Linked DNA regions of Mus musculus: region 1 is linked to region 2. A link is a contact called in public promoter capture Hi-C data. All regions are on one chromosome and are shown on one strand. The core of a region is the stretch at or near the end of the contact, and the rest is flanking DNA. Distances in the headings are between cores, read along the strand shown. Region 1 holds the start of Slc4a5 (solute carrier family 4, sodium bicarbonate cotransporter, member 5). Region 2 holds the start of Dctn1 (dynactin 1).

Evidence for each region. Capture Hi-C pulls out chosen DNA fragments and counts their contacts.
Region 1: a promoter capture Hi-C map of pancreatic islet shows a contact between it and region 2. The contact joins the promoter of Slc4a5 here to the promoter of Dctn1 in region 2. A contact is called at or near these places in 4 of 39 promoter capture datasets (the HPC-7 cell line, cranial neural crest, epiblast stem cells and 1 more), 1 of 115 datasets of contacts at active chromatin or transcription factors (embryonic stem cells) and 4 of 9 other capture datasets (adipose tissue, liver, macrophages and 1 more).

What each region holds. Positions count from the first base shown.
Region 1 is chr6:83,235,354-83,239,136 of GRCm38.p6, forward strand. It overlaps Slc4a5 (solute carrier family 4, sodium bicarbonate cotransporter, member 5), which reads left to right and starts at 2,022. Exons shown (of 25, transcript NM_001166067.1): 1 at 2,022-2,409.
Region 2 is chr6:83,178,300-83,181,749 of GRCm38.p6, forward strand. It overlaps Dctn1 (dynactin 1), which reads left to right and starts at 1,290. Exons shown (of 32, transcript NM_007835.2): 1 at 1,290-1,606. The coding sequence starts at 1,574.

The DNA of each region.
Region 1 (3,783 bases), core at 772-3,271, 58 kb after region 2:
TTCTCATGAGGAGGGCTAGCTTGTAACATACTAAGTGTACATGGGGCCACAGCACCTTAGGGAAGTCCCTGATGCAGTGGTCCAACATGTGGTAAGATAAACCTTGAGTGGGCAGGAAGGAGGGGCTGTGATAGGGAAGGGCCCCAGCAGAAGTGGCCGGGGCAGGGTCAGACAGTGAAAAGGACGAGGTCCCTGGGATGTTCAGGGTGGGAGCAGGCTGGTGATAGGAAGCTGGTCATAGCCACAAGCGCAATGGTAGGAATATCACTTGAGGGGCCGGTGAGTGCTTGTCACATTGCTAGGATTATTCCAGTTACTCTCCACCAGAATTCAGAGAAGTGGATGCCATCATTTCTACTTAGTTAGCAGGGAAACTGAGTCTCACAGAGGTTACTGCATTGCCAATACAATTACTGCTAATAATTTGCAGCATCAAGAGATGAACCCAGCTCTGGCCTCTCTACAATGTTAACGGTCTCTCCAGTTTCTTTTGAAATCTTTCTTTTTCTTTCTTTCTTTCTTTTTTTTTTTTTTTTTTTTTTTGTTTTGTTTTGTTTTTTTTTTTTTGAGACAGGGTTTCTCTGTGTAGTCCTGGCTGTCCTGGAGCTCGCTCTGTACACCAGGCTGGCCTCAAACTCAGAAATCTGCCTGCCTCTGCCTCCCAAGTGCTGGGATTAAAGGCGTGCGCTTTGAAATCTTTCTTTGGGTGTGGAGGTAGACCCTGCCTCTGACTTAGTGTGTCCTGTAGAGGGTGCTTCAGTAGGACTTAGTAGGACTCAGTAGGACCACACTCACAGTGGAGTGTAATCTATGAGGCCAGGACCCTCAGTGGGGACACTCCTGGGATGTCCACTGCTGGGGACTCTGTGATGGTAACTTTGCTTGGAGCTCCCCATGAACCTGATCATATTTCTGTTTCTTTACATGGGCAGAGTGGGAGCCAGGCATGGTGGTGCACACTTGTAATCCCTGAACTAGGAGTGTGATGCAGGAGGATGTCTCAGATTGGAGCTAGTTTTAGCTCAGTGAGTAGAGGGCTGGCCCAGCATAACAGAGGCCCCATTCAAGCCCCAGTGCTCTCTGATGATGTTGCGACAGCACCAGCACCCTGGCCTGTAATCTCAGACGCACCAGACTTCATCCTGTGTCTCAGACCCTGGAGGCCCATCTGGGCTGCACTTAACCCCCATCTCAAACAGACCCTGCTTGATCGTCTAACCTCAAGTATGACAATGTGGTCAGGGACCCGGGCATGGGACAGTATGTAGCCAGCTCTCCCCAGACAACTCACCTGCACCAGGGCTTTCTGAGGTGTCCACCAACTCCCCATTTTTATCTGTGAACTGAAGGTTTGCACTTCATCATCATCAAGCCCCCTCCCAATTCTAAGACTTCGGAACCGAGTTTGTAGTGCTGCCTCTGAGCCTCTGTGACCTCCGTTCAACCTTGCACATGGTAAGCACTTGTTGAGCCAAACCCCAGATTAGACATTTCTCAGAGAGCAAAGTAATTCCCCCATGGGGTTCATACATGCCCCCGAAGTGACCAGTTCCTGCTGTCCATGGGCTCCCAGAAAACATCCACTCAGTGACAACGCTTGTCATTTTGTCGTAGAAGTGGGTACAAACAGCAAATCCAGGAATTGGTTTAAAGTTGTGAAGAGAGCTAATCCAGCCCCATGCAACATTTTAAAGCCCACAGCAAGCACCACCCCCACCCCCCCAACAACAACAACCCAACCTCCACGCCCAACTCCCAGCGGTTGGTGAGGCTGTCCTGGCCAGGGCACCAGGCCTGCCAGGCTATTACAGACTGCTCACCTGCCACCAAAATCTCAAGATCTTAACGAGGCCCTAGGGGGGTTGTGTACAAATGCTACCTCCCAGCCCCAGCCTTTATAAGGAGCCTGAGAGGTGCCCTGCTCTACTGGAGCCTCCAGGTCTGTCCGGAAGGGCTCTAGGGGAGGGGGAGGGGCCCGCGGGGAGCGGGCGGGGGAGGGGCAGCTCTAGGTGTTCTCACACAGTCCTCAGCTGCCACCACCCTGCTGCTGAGGAGCACACAGGTCCCTGTTTGAGCTTCAGCGCTAAGCCTCCTCTCTCCATCATACCTCAGATTCCCCCGCCCCCTTTCTTTCTCATTTGCTGGTTTCTCCCAGGATTTCCACGAAATCACTCACACCCATCGCTATTTCTCTCGAGCCCCAATCCCCCACCTTCCCTCTCGTCCTTCTCCTGCCCTCCTCCTCCATGCCTCCCTTGCTGCTTAACTAGAAACAAAAGTGAGTTTGTTTTGTGGGGAAGAGGATACTGGAGGAGACCCACAGCCAGGGTAGCAGCCACAGAAGCAGGCTGGGGCCAGAGGCAGCACCAACCTCCGGAGACTCCAGCGCTCAGCTGTTCCAGGGAGCAGGTACTGCCCAGACAGGCTGGTGCTCGCTCGGATAGACCCCTACTCTGCCTGTGCTTTCTAATCTGCTATCTCTTAAGGATCTGTCCATTTATTTGCCTTCTCCTGGCCTTGAAGGATGTGGAAGATTGCAGATATACAAAATAGGGGACAGAGGTCTAAAGGATGGTATGGTCCTTGTTTTCAGAGAACTGTATGTGTGATTCTGATGTGACTGGGCTTGGGCACAGCAGAGCCAAGGATGCACTAGGCTAGGTCCAGATTGCTGGCGATGGTTTGAACCATATCACCAAACCCAAGCTTTAGGTAATGAAGAGCCACCCAAGGCTTTTCAGCTGGAAATCCACGAGAGCAAATCTACACTTGAGTTGCTATCGGGCTAGGGATGCAGCCCAGTGGTGGATTGCTTGCTAAGTGCAAACAGGTCCTGGGTCCCGTTCCCAGCAAGGCAAATCCAAAACTGAGCAGTAGCTAATAGACTGATCCCATAGGGAATTGGTTTGTTTCTTCAGAATCAAAGAGCCATAGTCATCTCCCAATTTGAAGGGAGAAAAGAGAAAACAATGAGGTTTTTGTTTGTTTGTTCTGTTTTAGGATGGTTGGTTATATATTTGTATATTTATTTATTTAGGAGATAGGATCTCTCTTTGTAGCCCTGGCTTTCTGGAAACTCACAATGTAGACCAAGCTGGCTTCAACCTCAAAGAGATCCCTTTGCATCTGCCTCCCAGGAGCTAGGATTAAAGGTGTATTGCCATAAAGGCACTATGCCTACACAAATTACCTTTTTTTAAAAAGAAATTTCCTTAAACTCAATAAGCCAGTGAAATAAGTTTAAAACAATAGAAACATTTCAAACTCAGATACATCTAGATCAGTGACGTTCATTGCGGGTCTATAACCACAGAAGTTACTAGCACTTTTTTCTGCTAAGAAAATCGTTTCTACCCTGTGTGGACAGGGTCCCCCTCAAAGAACGCTATGATTCTGGAAGTCCACTGCACAAGCTTGCTAGGAATATTTAAAGAGCGAACTCGGCTGCTGCCAGGCCATGGATGGGGTACCCAGAGGTGATGAGGCTGGGGAGGCAGCAGGGGCTGTTGGACGAGGTGCTGAGGACGGTGAGTGGAGGAAGGATCGGCCCCAAGGGTGGTGGGCAGCAGGGTACAGGCTAGCAGAGAGGAATCTAGTGGACTTCACACCTGCATGCCTTTATTTCCTCTCGGAAGTGGGCTAGAAGCCTAAGAAGTTTACTGAGAGGGACTAATGGTTGGGGCTGGCTCTGAGGGACACAGGAAGGGTGCAGACAAGGCCAAGCGGAAGGTTCCACGGCCAGAGGTTTTCTTCCATGAGTGCTGAGCCTGCATCCTGGGGTTG
Region 2 (3,450 bases), core at 40-2,539:
GTGTGCCACCATGCCTGGCAAATCTATGTTTTCTGCAAAAGCAACCAGTGTTCTTAATTGCTGAGCCATCTCTCTAGCCCCCGTTTCTGTTCTACCCACTGAGCAATCTGCCGAGCCCTAACGTGATGTTTTGAAATGTGTTCTGTAGGCACTCTGAGTGGGTTTAGTACGATTGTCTGGGCTGGGGTGGATATGAAGGCAGAGCAACCTGGACACTGCGGGGGAAGCAGAGGTGGGGTCCTGATGGTTCTGGGCAGAAGTAAGGCACAGAGACTGTTTTGGTTGAGAGGTTAATCTAGCATATAAAGGGACTGGCTTCATTATGGTGTTCTTCCAGGTGGGCATCACCTAACAGAACTGCTTTGTGGCATTATCCTGTGTTAGGCAAGTGTGCAGAGTGGCAGAAATTGCAGTCTTGTCAGTGAAGGAAGACAAGTGTATTCAGGGACTAGGTCCACATTACAGCCAGGGGATCCAGTGGTTAGACCCCAGGCCCTTTGCTTAAGGGGTAAGACCTTAGGCATTGACCTGTGAATAATAAATGAGGTAGCATGTGGAAACCTTTGACTAGAATAAGTAGTTTCATTAAATTAACACCATCTGTTTTAAAATTATGAAGGTAATATAACATAACTAAGGAAGCTTGTGAAGTACACAACTATAAAAAATAAGTTGGCTTGTTGAGTCTGATGTTAGAAGACAAGGCCAAGGGTAAAAGAGATGAGGACCTGGGTAAAGTGGACTTGGGCCAAGGGGACAGTGAGGTGCTTAGCTTTTGAAAACTACCTTTAATAATCCCATTGAATGTGATATCTTGGGGATCAGAGCCTGCCTGACACAGGCAGAGGAGGGAGTGACTGTGGGGACCTCTGCTGTTGCAGGGGTGGGGAGCTGGGTACTCATGGCTTTCTCTGGGTGAGCAGGCTTCTAGCTCTGCCCCTCCTGTTTATCTGGCCCAGTGTAAGACAGAGATCGAGACCCTCGTCGTGTGGAGTCCAGACATCTTTCTGGTAGGGTGACACAGAAAAGCAGCAGAAGGGACTAGAAGGCCTGTGAAAGCAGTTTGATGAAGTGCTGATCATTTTGAAGTGGCACTTGATGCTTGGGGACCTGCTGAAGCCTCACTCACTGGGACTGGGGGCAGTGATAGTGAGGGGTACAGGTGGGGAAGAAGTGTCACCTCCAGAACCCTGCCTGCACTCTGGTGCTGAGGATTTCTTGCCTACCCATCCCTGGGTTCGTGTGAAGGAGGGGAGCACTAGGACCCAGAGGCCAGCATGCTTCCTGACAGTCTAGAGCAGCACTAGCGCAGAGTGAGACTCATCAGCTGGCAAGCGGGGCTCAGTGTCTCTGGGTTCAGGAATCCTTGGGCAGTAGAAGGGACTTACTCCTCAGCCCCATCACTGCTCCTGCCCCTCCAGAGGGAGGACCATGGACGGAGGGAGGTCCGTGGCTAACGGCTTCTGAGCCGTCCGTCCATGCAGGCCCATCACCCTGACCCCTCCTGCCTAGGTTTCTGCCTTTTCTCTGTCTTTGGCTAGCTGGGGGAGGGGGTAGAGTCCGGGTGAGCAACATGGCCCAGAGCAGGAGGCACATGTCCAGTCGGGTAAGTGGCCCCAGTCAATATGGGATGGCCCTGGGAGGGCTGCTGGACCAGGCCGGGTGCCTGTGGACATCACTTGTGTGGGGGCTGGGGAGGCAGGCTGGCTCTCAGCTGAGGTACTCACACACTGGGCTTCTGAGGAGCCTTCAGAGCGCTGACAGGGGCAGGCTGGACAAGGTACCCCACCCACCCACCCAGTTGGGTCCTAACTGGGGCCCAACTAGACTTGACCTCTGACTCCAGCTGGCTCTGAGGCCAGGGATTTCTGAGGGGTCCAGTCTGTCTTTGACTGGCCTGGGGGTCAGAAGGCCTAGCTGTGAGGCTCTTTTCAGATGCCCTGCTATCTGCCTCTGCTCTCTCCTCTGTGAGGTTAGATTTGCATCCACTGTTAGAGCCACCTGACTCCGAGAGGCGTGTTGGGAGGTGTGGGAGGGTCTTTTCTGAGTTTGTGTCCAGCCTTGATATCATTGGCAGTTTCCTTTATTGTCAGGCCCATGAGCTCTTCATTGTCCCTGGTATAGTTTGAGGTCCCCACATCCCTAGGAGCTCTGTCCTTACCTTACTGGTGGGGCTTTGTGAAGAGAGGGGCTAGGGAATGACAGCTGGGAAGGGTTTGACTTCCCAGGCTCTGGCAGGGCTCCTTTCTGAAGCTAACTGTGGTGTGTGTGTGTGTGTTTGGGGGGTATCAGGAAAGACCCCTCCCCCGAGCCTTTAGGTCCACGGGGGTCACATTTTCTTGCCTTATTTATTTGCTACAATCTCTCTGGTTCATGGAACAGCTATTGCTAAAAATGGCTTAGGTGTGATTTTCTTCCAAATCGTGGTCTGATCTGGGACCTAATTTCATGTGTTCTGTCATCACGGGTATGTAAGAATCTGGGTATGACCCAAGGACAGCGTTTTGTTTGTACCTTTGCCAACCCAGATGAACTACTGGGCAGGGTTTGAGGACAGTAAAGGGCTAACTTGAGGTATTTTGTTTATTTGTTTGTGCTCTTCATTTTATGACACCGTGGCCTGCAGGGTTTGGGGGAGAGCAGACAATAGGACATGGGCCCTGAGGAGGGTGCTGGTGAATGTGCTGTAGTCAACAGTCTAGCAGTGCCAGGTAGATATGGAGATGGACTGACAGCAATCATATCAGCAAGGCATGGTGGTGGCTGTGGCCCTGGAAAGAGGTGCAGTTCTGTCTTTCTGAGAAGTCTAGGTGGACGTGCTGATGCGTGCCAGTGAGCCCAGCATTCAGGGGGCTGGGGTAGGAGGGCTGCAAGTTTCAGACCAGCCTAGGGTGGTACTGAGATTCTGTTTCAAAGAACAGTGACAAAAATTTTAAAAGGCTCGTGTGCACGCACACACACACACACACTCAGGAAGAGGAGGAAGAGGAGGAGGAAGAAGAGGAAGGAGAGGAAGGAGGAAGAGAAGAAGAGGAGGAGGAGGAGGAGGAGGAGTGGAGGAGGGTGGAGGAGCTGGAGAAAGGCATTTGGTTTGAGTCCCAGGGAGACCGAGGACAGTGGAGAGAGCCACCACTGAGCTGCTAACTTTCTCAGCTCTGGTTCCTGGGACAGGGTTGTGGGGAGCCTGGTCTGAATTGAGTTGTTTGCTTGTTCTTACATCCTTTCCTTGGGGACAGTACACCCTAGAAGCAGCTATATGGTGATATTCAAAGATCTATCAGTAAATCCTAATTTGTTATACAATTTAAATATAAATTCTTTTTTAAAAATTTCAGTAGATTCTAGAGAATTTTAGAGTCTTTTTTTTCTTTTAAAGATTGTTATTGCTGAGCTGTGGTGGCACACACCTTTAATACCAGCACTTGGGAGGCAGAGACAGGCAGATCTCCA